Regions from separate parts of the Rattus norvegicus genome. Here region 2 is linked to region 1. A link is a contact called in public Hi-C data. All regions are on one chromosome and are shown on one strand. Each heading gives the region's core, a stretch centred on a gene start, on an enhancer-like site or on the middle of the called end of the contact. The rest is flanking DNA. Distances are from core to core; before and after follow the strand shown.

Evidence for each region. A called contact is a pair of places that touch in the nucleus more often than the background predicts.
Region 2: a Hi-C map of frontal cortex shows a contact between it and region 1, with 2.5 times the contacts expected there. The contact joins two enhancer-like sites. A contact is called at or near these places in 2 of 12 Hi-C or Micro-C datasets (frontal cortex and prefrontal cortex).

What each region holds. Positions count from the first base shown.
Region 1 is chr2:167,732,635-167,739,849 of GRCr8, forward strand. No RefSeq gene overlaps it. Among named protein-coding and RNA genes, the nearest start is that of Gask1b, 390 kb to the left of the region's middle. Within about 2 kb of position 1,702, at least 12 of the 93 cell types and tissues checked have an H3K27ac peak or open chromatin away from gene starts, as enhancers often do.
Region 2 is chr2:167,811,347-167,818,792 of GRCr8, forward strand. No RefSeq gene overlaps it. Among named protein-coding and RNA genes, the nearest start is that of Mir2985, 440 kb to the right of the region's middle. Within about 2 kb of position 4,560, at least 6 of the 93 cell types and tissues checked have an H3K27ac peak or open chromatin away from gene starts, as enhancers often do.

The DNA.
Region 1 (7,215 bases), core at 452-2,951:
TAAATTTTATATCTATAGCTATAAAATTTTTACCACTTGATACACTGAAGTAAATCTCTAAATATCTCATTATGTCTACAGAATAAAAGGACAGTTGGATTCCTTCTGTACCTTGTCTCATCTCTCCCAGTTTCACTTGAAATTCTGGCTGTGGTTGGAGCATACCATCCATAAGTGTTTCAGGACACTTCCGGCTGAGTATCTCAATGTCTTCTCTCAAGGATGGTCACCCACGCTCTCCCTCTGCACTACACAAGTCTTTTGCTTCTAGTAACAGGGAAGAGCAGACACACCAGGGGACATTCCTAGGAAAAGGAGCCCGGGATTAACGTATCTACAGGGGATCTCAAATGTGCATTCTGAGGTCACTGTGAGGGCTTTGCTACAGATGGAATTCAGGTCCTATACCATCAGTAGTCTTCTTGACAATACTACCCTGCCAGGGCCTTCCCTGTTTCTCTCCTGCCCACAAGAATTCCTTCTGAATAAACTAGTTGGGCACTGATCTGTCTCTTAGGCTTGCCATTTGAGCGCATACATTTCTCTTTTAGTGATAAATCCTTTGGCTGAGTTTGTGGATCAATTACTTGGGGAACTAAAATAATCCTCAAGGGTGGGGGCTGCCCTTTAGAAGCTAGTATAGATATAAGCAGCATTTGAGTCTTCTTCAGCACCCTAGCTAGGACATATATATATATATATATATATATATATATATATATATAGTTTATAAATACCAGTTGAAGCTAAATCTCTGCACTTCCCCCTATGATTTCATTCCATAGAGTTCCCAACCAGCCCAAACCATGTTCTGGCATTGGTAATTGGGTCAGTAATGACTCAGTGAACAAAAGGTAGCGTTATGATTGAAGACAGGTACAAACCACATCTCAATGTTTGTCCATTAAATGAATGGTGTGCTAAGCAAGTGCTCCACTACTGAGCTGCATTCTTAGCCTTAGCAAAGTATACCTTAGTTTTAAGATCTCATACTAAGTTATGAACTGGAACTTTCCCAATATTTTGTTTGTGTCTGAAAAAACTGAAATTCATGACTGGGCATATTTATTTATCTCTACAAAGTCATGTTCTCTCTCTCTCTCTCTCTCTCTCTCTCTCTCTCTCTCTCTCTCTCTCTCTCTCTCAGACTGTAGCCAAGCTCCATAGTGAAAAAAAAGGAATGGGTATCCCCTGTTTAGTTTCTTTTTCAAAACCCCACATAACTCCATCTGTTTATCTCTGGAGAGGATATGAAAAGGCAATAAAGGCTTAGTAGGAGTTGTGCACTGGAGGCAGGGTACAAGTTATCCTTAAACTATGTCATCAATCATTTATTCATCAGTGGCAGCTGTGGAGTGACCACAGGCTTTCTGGTACATAGCAATTATTAGTGGTCAGCAAGGCAGGGTGCTTCCTGCCTCTCCCTGCTGTTTGGAATCCGAACCACTGCATCAGTTCCTGTACAAAATCAGGTATTTTCTAATTTTTGACATCATAGCAGAAGATGGTGAAGTGTGAATCGCCTAAAATGAATGAATCCCACACTCCAGTCTATGTACTCCATGAAGATACACAGGTACAGCTTTTTGACTGTATCATGCTGTTAGAAGAGATAATCTAATGTCTGACTCTGAGTGACTCTTCTGCCTGCAGAAAAGTATTTACCATCTGCTTGGAATCTCTGCATCAATGCTCTTCCTCCACAGCAGAACAGATGTCTTACTTATGAAACTGGAATCCTATTCTCTCAGTCACAGTATTGCCTCTCTCCCTTCCTACCAACATGCATAATTAAACTGCTCCTCCCTCTCTTCTACCTTTCTGTCTTATCTATCTGTATGTCTTATTTATCATCTGTCTGTCTGTCTGTCTGTCTTATCTATCTATCTTTTTTTAAAGGTTTATTTATTTTATGTATTTTATTACACCATCACTCTCTTCAGACACCAGAAGAGAGAGTCAGATTCCATTACAGATGGTTGTGAGCCACCATGTGGCTGCTGGGAATTGAACTCAGGACCTCTGGAAGAGCAGTCAGTGCTCTTAACCACTGAGCCATCTCTCCAGCCCCTCTATCTATCTATCTATCTATCTATCTATCTATCTATCTATCAATCTATTCTCTATCTATCTATCTATCAATCTATCTATTCTCTATCTATCTATCTATCTATCTATCTATCTACCTATCTATCATCAATCATCTCTATTCTACCATCTATCTATTGATCTACCTATCACTTTCTTCATTATCTATCTTCCATTAATCTATTTTTTACATAATACTTGTCTCAGTATTTCCACAGAAGCTTCTTTAATGTCAGCATAAGACTCTATATTTCTATTTCATTACCCAGTGGCTTGTGGCATACCATTCTTTTTTTTTTTAGTGTGTTTCAGCCTCACAGTCACCAAGGATATGATCTAGCTTCATGAAGGATCTGCACAAGGTGCCCAAGTATTGGCCATGAAGGTTTGATTTCCCAAAATATATCTGTCCTTCTTCCTTTGAGGAACCCTTTCCTTTCTTACCTTTTAAAGAAGATATGATCTAAACTTCACTTACAGGTGCCTAGGGATTTGATCAAGTTGTTAAGAGCACTTGTTCTTCCAGAGAAATGGGCTTTGGGCTTTTAAAGGTCACAGGTTTGTTCTTTATGATCGAGAAAACCAATTCCTGCAGGTGTTCCCACAGAACTCTCTGGGATTCTCTATGTGACAAGCCTCATTACAGGGATAGGGATTTTTTTCCCTCTTTAACGCCTCAGGATATGCAGTCTTCAACAGCATGGACGCATGCCATCTGTGAAGAACCCAAAGACCTGATGACTGAGGAAGGTAGCCAGAGTCTATTCTAAAACAGTTGCATGTAAAGATTAAAACAGAGACTGAAGGAACACCCATTCAGAGCCTGCCCCACATGTGGCCCATACATATATAGCCACCCAATTAGACAAGATGGATGAAGCAAAGAAGTGCAGACCGACAGGAGCTGGATGTAGATCGCTCCTGAGAGACACAGCCAGAATACAGCAAATACAGAGGCGAATGCCAGCAGCAAACCACTGAACTGAGAATAGGTCCCCCGTTGAAGGAATCAGAGAAAGAACTGGAAGAGCTTGAAGGGGCTCGAGACCCCAAAAGTACAACAATGTCAAGCAACCAGAGCTTCCAGGGACTAAGCCACTACCTAAAGACTATACATGGACTGACCCTGGACTCTGACCTCATAGGTAGCAATGAATATCCTAGTAAGAGCACCAGTGGAAGGGGAAGCCCTGGGTCCTGCTAAGACTGAACCCCCAGTGAGCTAGACTATGGGGGGAGGGCGGCAATGGGGGGAGGGTTGGGAGGGGAACACCCATAAGGAAGGGGAGGGGGGAGGGGGATGTTTGTCCGGAAACGGGAAAGGGAATAACACTTGAAATGTATATAAGAAATACTCAAGTTAATTAAAAAAAAAAAACAGTTGCATGTGATTTTCAATCATGGATCATATACAGAAGAGGGGTTTTTGGCAGGAAAATACATCATTTAAAAGTTGTATCTGTTTACATATGATGTCAAGCACACCCTTGCAATTAAGTGAGGAGGGGAGAAAAAAAGGATTTTTTTTTTTTGCTGTTCTTCTTGGTTTTTAAAGAAGAGACAGGACTCTGACTAATTCATGGTGCATTTTGTGTGTTTCCACTGCTATCAGTTGAAAGGAGAAGAGGGAAAACGAGGAAGCTAAAGAACAGGGAAGAAAAGTAAAATGACAGACGGTTAAGCCACAAAGAAAGTGGAGAAACGAAGACGGGGATGAAGTAAATGGATTGGGGATGGTACAGAGCTTGGAGAAAGCTGATAAGCGTAAGAATACAATTTAGGACATAAAGATGGTTGTGGATCATGGAAGAATAATTCCTCAGATCCACCACAGAATGAAGCAACCATTTAATACTGTGATTGTCCTGAGGCAACTCAGAAAAATTAGTGCAGAATTATTAAAACAACCAAGTGTATTAGGTAAATTGTTCTTTCCATAACAGAACAATTTTCTTCCTAAAACACCTGAAACATTTTAGGAGGTGTTTTGCTCGAGGGAACTGAGCAGAATGCTTCTTGTGAGACCTGTATAAACATCTCAGCTCTGTTACTTTCTAATTTGCATATCACTCTCAGTCGTCTGGTAGGTTATTTTTTTTCTCCTCCAGATACTTGTTATCCATGCCATTGGAAAAGTCTTACCTTGAAAACTGATTTCTATTTGGACAAATATATAATATATACCATTATAAAATATAATAAACGGTCAGTGCCAATCATGATTGACAGAATAACATTGCTTCCTCTCTGAGGTCTAGTTCCATATTCTTAACCCCCTAGTAATTATGCAATCTTTTTTATTTAAAAGCAAAGCATGCTTTGAAGGAAACTTTCAGCTTCTTCTTGAATAAAAAATATTAAAGTTAAGCTAGACATATTTCATCAGTGAACTGGGCCTGAATCTATGTAAATGTAAACCTAAAGTCTTCAGGGAAGTCAGAGGATAGAAGTTGTGTGAACAGTTACTAATGACAGGGCAAGCTGGGTTTGGAAAGAGGCTATGGAATTTTGTTCTTGCAGAAGGAGGAGAGTCAGGACCTCCTGTGACATCTGTGTTGGCAAGGTACCCAGGATCTGGCCTGGGAAAAGCACTGGCTAAGAGAGTAACTCACACTGCTACTTAAGCAAATTACTATTTGCAGTGTTCTTTATTTAAGAAAGTCTTAATATCAACTATTAAGTATTTTGAACATTAATAGCGAAGGGACAATTGCTAGCCTTCTGCTAAACACTCTTGTTTGCCCCAGTTCACTGTTCAGGGTCTCCAGGGAAACACTAATAGCATGGTGGTGATAGCTTTCTCCCCTGCTCCTACTTTAAAGGGGTATGTTTTTAAAATCACACTTAGAAGATATTTAGTGCCCTGACTTTTACCCTGGCAAGCTTTATCAGGTCAATCACTATCCTTTTGGAAACTACTTATTAAAAATTTACCTGCAAAGATCTGGAGCCAAAGTCAGGAAAGAAGCTTTTTCTCAACAACACAAGCTTTTCAATAACACAGAGTGCAATGAACATTTTGTGATATTGAAACACTTACATAATTTTTGCCCACGAGACTGAACCGAGATGAGCTCATGATTCATCTGCAACATATAAACGAGTAGGAGGAATGGCTTCAGCTTGGAAGGCTGAAGATTTCTGATGAGAAAAGCCTTAAGTCCCTGAAATGAAATATTTTGCAATTCTAATTAGAGTCAAATCACTGCAGATCCGTTAAGTTGCAATTTTTATATTTGCATTTATATCTTAGACTTCTATTCAGAACAACTCCTCAGGAATTTCACCATTTTCAGATAAGGCTTTCAAATCTGCAGAAATGACCATAAGCTTTTAAACTACTAGCTAGTTGCAGGGGTTGGTACACTATCATGATAAGGTCATTGTTTAGAAAAGGCATAATAGTTTTCTTTAGTTGAGTTAAATTCAAACTTATATTTTCAGTTACTGACTAAAACTTATACTCCTCTTTAGAAATATGCTTAAGATAGTATAATTTTGTATCTTAAGTTATGGTTGAGATTTAGTATTATTATAAGAAAGTAAAAAGTCTTCTATAATATGATTGTGTATAAGAAAGCAGTCAAGAGTTCTTCCTGGGTAGACCACTTTGTTGAGATTTTGGGTAAATTATCACTTCGTGCTTGGGGCTTCTTTTCTGTTGAATGGAGGCACCAATGTTTCCTAATTAAAATAAATATGAGAATTTGATATGTATGTAATAAAAATGTCTTGCAACTTTTGTAGCTAATGCTTAGGGAAAAATCTTGGAAGAGGGGATGGAAAGATTGTTAAGAGCCAAAATAGCAGAATATATGCTGTAAGATATGTCTTCTACATAGGACACAGAAGCTGTATCTATGGACTCTTAACAATATGGCTCCCTGAACAGGACCAAAGATAAGAGAAATTCAACACCTCCCTGCCCATAAGAACTATAGTTGGTCAGTGCCTGTTGTGAGAGAGATGCAGTATCTTCTAGGGAAGAGATGCCCCTTAGATTGTCTAATCCCAAATGGTCAACTCTGAACACATGAGCAAACATAGATGGATTCATTAGAATATGTGTGTGTAAATATATATGCACATATATATGCAATAATAATAATTTAAAAAGAGATTATAAATTTTGGAGAGGGGGGTTTAAAGGAAAAATAAAATTATTAAAGAAATAAACAAAAATACCCCAAATTTTAAAATGACATCTAACATATAGCAGGCATTTTATACATTTTGACTCTAATCATCAACTTTATCTCATGCAGTAAGTAAAATTGATAACTCCTCTAGGGCTTCAAGGATATTTTATATTACAATCAAGCAAATATTACACATGGTTCCTATAGAAAAGACAATTTGAAATCCCTGCCTTCAATGAATAGAATTTCAAACACAATTCCTAACTATTATTATTCATTGTGCAGTAGTTAAAAATAGAACAGGGAAGGAACAGAGGCCATGAGCTCTTCCCAGGGCTCCTAAATTGGTACCTATTGTCTCTAGCAGCTGCGGTTTCTGTAAGCTCCCAGAAAAATGCACTGACAATCATGTATTTCATGTCGCTGACAACATTTCCATCTCTCCAATGTTGTCTTCTTTGGGGGGCAATTGCTCAAGTTCCCATTGCCATAACAACAGGCTGCTCTCCTTAAAACGCGATATGCTCCGAGTAAAGTAGAGTTGTTTCCATGGTAACTGCTACATATTTAAGTGCAAGAGCCTGCTTTTTAATCAGTCAAATTGTACTTTGTCAAGAAATAACCACATACTGTTCTTAATACCATTCCATATATTTTTTAGAGTATGGCAAATGGATAAAATGGGATGAATTTTAAAAAAACGCAAACAAAAATTGACTAGTTCTTTTTCATAGCTTTAATGTCTTGTTCATAAAAAAGAAAACCTCCCTAATACACATATAGGTAAGTCACAGCACATCTCTAAAATAGACAAAATTCGATACATATAAACTCATGTAAGCAAAGTATCATCATTAAAAGTAAAAACGTCTGTGGCTCAAGTCTGTTTAACACTTACATTTTTATAAAAAGTAATATTGCATACTGTTAAATTTGATTTCATTTTCACATTAATTTCTCATGTTTGGTTTCAATGATCTCACAAATA
Region 2 (7,446 bases), core at 3,310-5,809, 82 kb after region 1:
CCAGAATGGGTACTATGTTGGTCACAGTGCCAGCAACACAAGCTCAGTCCCTTCAGAACTGCAGAAAGATGAATTTGTGTTGTTGAATTCATTCAGTACACAGCATTTTGCTATAGATGACTAAGCTATAAAGACAAGGTGTTATATCACTATCTCCCTAGAGACATCAGTGCTAATTAGTGAGTGTACATCCTTTGGAACTGCAAAGCATTAGATTTGTTCTTTGATCGGCACTCAATTCTAATATAGTGGATATATTTTGTCATAGAATAAGAAAATAAGAAGTGTCATGGTTGAAACCAAACTATTCCTAATTGGACATGAAGAATTTTACATAGAACCTTTCATTGTCTAGTTAATATTATACTATAGAAAGATGGCTGCTTTGTCCTTTGGTCTGTACTGGAGGGGACAAGTGTGCTGTGTCACTGGGTTCCATGTATACTTCTGTTATTCATGTTCATGGGGAATATTTATGCCTGTGCTGGTAATGTGTTCTTGACAGACTGGCAACTTCTTGTCTGCTTGTTCCCACATGCACTGTTGCCTGAAGTTTTTGTTTTGTTTTGTTTTGCTTTTTTAATTTCCAACTGCAGTTAACCCACTGTCTGCACATACCAGTCACATTTCAGACACCTAAGTCTAGGTCACAAGGTGCTCCTGGAAAGCATCAGCATATAAAGGTAGGCTAAGTGTGGTGATCAGCTGATATAGTGGGGCTCAGGAAAATCGTTGTGTAGTAATGTAGGAGAAAGACCCCTAAAACTAAAGAAATGGTAAATCCCAGAGTTTTTAAGGAGCTCTTAAAGCTTAGAGGATTCATAAGGTGCCTCACCAAGATTATACAGCAGAGAACAATTCTTGGGAAGGCCGTGGTCAGTAGATCTTCCTACAGATAGTGAAGGAAGTATCAATGGATGAAACTTTCTTTGAGTTGCCTATCTTTCTGTAAGTGGTCCCCCTCTCCATAATTCCGTAAGGAAAGCAAGCAAACTGACTGATTTACTAGACTCGAGTGCAATTATTTCTCTGGCCTGTGGTTGGTGCTTTGTCTTAGATGACTAGATATTTGTGTCGCTACAGGAAAAGTCATACAGTGCATACCTAAAATACTTAACCTGAGGATAACGGCATGTAACTTTTGTGACATCAAAACAGACAGTGGAAACTCTATTGCAGTGCAATATTTGGTGAACACGTAAAAGTCAAGACTTCTATGGATTTATTTTATCGACATGATAAGCATGCTTCTTTTTACTCTCCAACAGTTACATCACTAATAAGATAAAGCATCATACTATATATGTTTTTGTAACTTCTTACATCTGTGTTTAGTAAGCCCCAAGCAATTCTGAGAAACCTAAAATTCCAATGCCCTTGGAAAATATTAATTTTCTGATGTCTGCCTTTAATTTTTTCATTTGTGTGTATATTTGTGTGTGTGTGTGTGTGTGTGTGTGTGTGTGTGTGTGTGTGTGTGTGTCAGAGGGAAACTTTTGGAGTTGGTTCTTTCCTGCCACTCTTTTTGTGAGTTCTGGAGCTCCAGCTAAATTGACCAGCTTGCACAGCAAGCATGTTTGTCTGCTGAGTCATCTCAGTGGTCTCGGAAAGCTTTCGTGCTTAAGGCTGCTTGTTCTACTGGGTTAATGCCAGTTTGTTCTACTGGGTCAATGCCAGTTTGTTTTACTGGGTCAATGCCAGTTTGCTCTACTGGGTCAATGCCAGTTTGTTATATTGGGTCAATGAGCTCCTAGAAGTGAAATAGGAGATGGCTTATGCTTTTTTCCTTGAGTAGGTTGACATTCATAATCAAATGTTTCCTTGGCTTTACTGTGAGGTCAGTGTTTACAGTTCTTCATTTCCTTTTCTTGACTTCCAGAATCTATTACTAAAATATATCCATATGATGTATATTCCTATGTTAATTGCAGATAGGATCTGAGCTCAGTGGAGTAAACAAGCTCAGCAAATGCATGCATTCATATTTTGCTCTCTGCTTCTTTTCTGAGGGTGCAATGTGACTACTGACTCAAGCTTCTGCAACCATATGTCTTTTCTGCTTTGAACTGCATCCTGAACTGTGAGTGAAAGTAAACCCATTCTTTCTTAAGTTGCTTTTCACAGAGCATTTAATCACAAAAATGGGGAAAGAAACTAAGACAATAAACTTTAAGTTTCCTGTTTCAAACACCTTGAGTGATCTATCTGTAGTTTTCTTATTTTTTAGTCCAATTTTGACCAACATTATGTTTGTGGATGGAATGGAACAGGACTAATTTATAAAATAATATGTCCTTTAAGTTATGGCAATAAGGATGAACAGGGGACCATTAAGTTAAGGACAATAAGGCAGTGATGGGCAGGATTAAACCATATGCTCTCATTCATTTATGGAATCTAAACATGTTGATGTTATGGCAAATTGAGAGACAAATGGTAGTTTCCAGAGGCCAGGGAGCATGTTGGTAGCAGTAGGTGTTGAAAGGCTACTTAGTAAGTCCTCAAAGACAAACAAGAGCAAAAAGTTACACCATGCTTTCCTACGACAGAATGACTAGAGATAATTGGAATGAATAACATGATGCTGTAGCCCTCAAAAGGCTGGTAGAAAAAATATTTTAGAAGTTTCACCATAGAGAAGTGAAAATGATTTGAGATAGTTATATCAAACTTGATATAAACATAAAATACAAGCATGTATAGATATGTCACATGGTATTTCCATTCACTATATGAGGCTTATAAAATAAACTTAGATGGGGAATAGGAATGGAAATGGGGGAATTCAAGATCAGGTGGGGGAAGGACAGGAGAGATGGATACATGGACATGAAAATGAATGGAAATCTGCAACTGATGGTATTGAGGTGGGGGCATCTCCAAGACAAAACATAAGCCTGGGATAAGGAGGATATACAAGAATCAATGGGGGTGACATTAGCTGTGATGCACTACATTGGGGATATGGAACCTGAAGAGGCTATCTCCTGCAGCAGACAGGAACCCTAGTGGAGCGATAGAGACACCAACCCATTCACAACTTTCAACTCCAAATGTATCTGGTTACTTATAAGTAACATAGGCACATTACTTAGGGAATGGCCAATCAATAATCCACCCAACTTGTGACCTATCCCTTGGGCAAGCACCAATCCCTAACACTATTAATGATATTCTGTTATGCTTGCAAACAGGAGCATGTTGTCCTCTGAGAGGCTCCACCCAGCGGCTGATTAAGACAGATACAGACACCCACAGCCAAACAGTGAATGGAGCTTTGGGGAGTCTTATGCAAGCATAGGAGGAAGGATTGTACAGCGGAAGGGGATAGGAAATCTACAGGAAGACCAACAGAGTCAACTAATCTGGATGCTCTTGGCTGTCAGAGTATAAACCACCAGCCATAGAACATAAATGTGCTGGACCTAGGCCTCCGTGCACATATGTAGTACACGTGCAGCTTGACCTTCATATGGGTCCTGAACAATTGGAAAGGGGGCTATCCCAAGAGCTGTTGCCTGTACATGAGACATGGATTATGTACTACTAGGTGAGCTGCCTTATCTGGCCTCAGTGGCAGAAGAAGCACCTAGCCTCCCAGAGACTTGAAGTGCCAGGGTAGTGATGGGTATATCCAGGGGGTTCCCTTACCCTCCCAGAGGAGGGAATGGGGGAAAGTTTCTGGGAGGGGATGACCAGGAGGGGGACAGTGAGTAGGATGTAAAGTGAATAGGTAAATAACAATTAAATTAAATTAAAAACAATGATAATTACAAGAAAACATTGTATCTGTGCTTATCAATCTTCAGTAGGTCTTTGTGCTTGACTGTTGAGAATAGTCCAGTTCTGTCCTCGTTCCCTCTTTTCTAACCCTCATAACACTGGTAAGAGGGAAGTCCTAAAGCCCAATTTTCAGATGAAAATGTCAATTTTCCAATTGGATCTGACCTGGAAATCACCCTTCCATTCTGATTGTTAGGCTGTTTGTGACACAGTCTTTCCCCACATGCTCCTGAGTCAGGACCGCTGATGCTTTTTCCACATGTGTCATTTTACTCCTTGTATACAAGACCAGTGTCATATGCATCATCCAAACATGAAGCCAAGGGGTCTAAACCGCAGCAAAGATAAAAAATCAGCATCGTTCTCTCCGTGATCAGAGCTAGGTGCTGTGTTTCGAAGCCTGTGTTGTTAGTAAATCCTTACTCAGTTATTAATGCTGATTAATTATAGCCTTGATGTATGGGCTGAGATCAACTAGAAGCAAGAGAGAGAGAGAGAGAGAGAGAGAGAGAGAGAGAGAGAGAGAGAGAGAGAGAGAGCGCCACTGCTTTTAAATAGAATCTATCATGGCTTCTCTGTCTCAGTGTGACTTGCAAATGAAAGTGTTTGCATATTTTACATACTTCAACCTTTTAGTATTCCAAAGAGGAATATTAAAAAATTAAGAGTCCTCTGCACAGCACAGGACAACTGTGTTCGACAGTATCAAATCCTTGCTACTCTGGGAATTACTGAACTCTCTGCTAAATGTGGAGCAAGCAGACAGCTGCTTCTGTTGTTTCTCTTTCCACTGCATAATGAGGAATTTAAAAATGATGGTGGTATTTGAATACTGCAACACATCCATTCCTCTTCTCATGAAAACTGAAGCTCGAGCAAACATCTAGTGCTTTGATGACTTAGTCAATTGAAAGTGAATTAACATACCACTATTCAATCTGAAATTCCTTGTTGATGAGAATGTCTCAAGCTATCTCAAAATAATTTTTAAATAGAATTTGGGCTAAAATAGTATTTTCACACACAAAAATCCTCAATTTGTGGGATTTAGTTGTGATTTTGGATTTAAATAGCTTAAATAACAACACTGACTAAACATTCCTGTCTAATAAATTCTGCTGCAGTTCCAAACCCATCCCTAAGTTCTAAGGATACATCGACTGTTCAAATGAAGAATAAATTTACCTTTGTAAATGTCTTAATGGGGAATATTCAGTGGATAATTTATTCATTATAATTTTTTATTCATCTTGGTGATTTTATTTTCCATTTTGAAATCATTTTATCCTAGACAGCTGGAAAATGTCCATTATAAAATTCCATATAAATAAAATATTAGAATTTCAGTTCATTTTATGATAATTTCTAAGTGGCATGAAAACACACTATCACTGACGTTTTTAAAGACAGCTTCAGTGAGTTCTGGTTATGCAGTCCAGCCTGCGGAGCCTTTGTGTTTGATCTTAGAGAGTCAGGACCTGGACCTGCTTGTTCTTTATGGCAGAACCTTCCATTCCTCTCCATGCTGCATCGCTCTTCCTTGCAGCACAGGGTAAGCAACAGGATTTGACCACACCTGTTCTCAAGGTCAAAATGGTCAGTAGAAACAGCTGTCTGCTGAGACAGTGCAGTGACATACTTGAGGAGCCCAGAGATGAGATTTGAGGGATCCTGACCCTTAGCTAGTTCAACTTCAGGCAGCTTTCTTCTCAAGATGGTTCTAGCTACAGTGCCCTGGGGCTTGTAAACTTGTGACAACTATGAAATTTTTCAGTAGGTAAGGTTGCCAGCATCCGGAATAGCAATGTTCGTGGGATGCTTTCTCCTCCAACCTTGGTGATGGGAAACCACCTCCCTGCCTATAGAGGCGCGAGATAGCTAACTAGTCTCTTTCTCAATCATACAAATTTCTAATCTCTTATTTGTTAGTTTGTACTGTCCTTCCAAGGTCATGGTTCTTAAAATGTACTTGTTAATTTAATTTTGTTCTTCTTTTATAATAAGAGGTGAGTGCTAGGTACACAGCCACACAGAATCTCCTTAAACCATGATAGTGAGAGAAAGAAAACAAATATTTATATTTTTAATCTGGGAAATTGTTTATTGTGTAATTCAAACGTCATGACGGCAATCCCAATTCTTATCAACATCCAGGGCTGTAACATTGGAATTTTTATCACAGAAGGGCAAAGGAGAATGCTCTGTGTCTTGGTTGTGATGTACAAGTGTCAATACTCATTAAACTGTATTCAAATGTATGTATTATATTGTCCATATAGTATTACCTAAAAGAGGTGGATAAAATGTAAATTAGAGACAGAAACAAATTTCTGTAATATTTTCTCATTATTCCAATGTTTCAATGTATCAAAACTGAATACATGATCCTTATGAAAATGAGAAATTTGAAGTCAACAGTCTATAAACAGGATCATTAAATATAAGCCCGCTTCTCACTCTATTAGACAAGAATTAATGTTAGTAGAGCCAAATCTCATGCAGAAAAAGGAAAATGGGTCAGGTAAAATCAGAGAGAAAAGAAAGAGGTAAGTGAGTAGCATGGTCATATTTTCTATTATATACATTGATTGTAAGCCCTAAAACTTGAAGATACAAACAAACAAACAAAAAATATACCCTGTGCTAGAGAGATGGCCTAGTGGTTAAGAGCACTGGCTTGACTTCCAGCGGGGTCTTGAGTTTAATTCTCAGCAACCACATGGTAGCTTACGACCTTCTCTAACGGGGTCCAATGCTTTCTTCTGGTGTGTCTGAAGGCAGCTACTGTGTACTCACATACATAAAATATATAAATCTTAAAAGAATAACCTGCTTGATCTGGTGCTCTTAACTAAGAACATCAACTTCTGTCTTACTTATTTTTTACTCTGTATCTGGTTAATACTTAAATATGTCAGTTTAAGTTCCATGTGTCCCCATAGAAGAGAGACCTCTTGTTCACAGAAAGGAGACCCCTGTACTGCCTTTAGCTATTAGCTGGCTGAGGAAATTTGGAGCTGAGTTGGTTTTTGTTTGTTTGTTTGTTTGTTTTTTATAGTGAGACACCTCCAAAAGGAGGAGACTGGGCCTAGAAGCATTGAATCATTCCTTTATAATTATTTTGCTCATAACTTTCTATTAAGTTCTTAGATTCTTAATAAAATGTTTTGGCAGTTTATATTTAAAAGTGATGGGTTTCTAAAGAGTCCTTGTCTTCCCTTCTGGTATTTTATTTATCTTTGTGGATAATAGGTAATTATCCTTCTCTTTGCTGTGACAACATGGCAGTGTCTGCAGGGAACCTGAGAGGTACAAGAGTTTCTCAGAAAGAAGGAGGAAACATGCGTCTCAGGGCATGGATATCCTTTTGGCAGAGTTCTCAGTCAAAAAAGAGACTTGCCCCTGGGATGCAGGGGTGTGCGATGAGGAGTCTTGCATTCTTGTCCAAAGCTCTGGTTGAAGGAACTCCCGCATGATTTGAGAGGTCAACAGAGAGGATACTACATCATTGAGAAGCTCTATTCTGCAGGGTGTCACCATCTTGATGAAGATAGGGTGTGTCCTGAAAAAGTGGGTAGTTGAGCTCATCATCTAGAACTTCGAACATTTTTAAAAGTAAGGTGAACCCAAAACATATGTAAGCATTTCAGTGGATTGTTGACT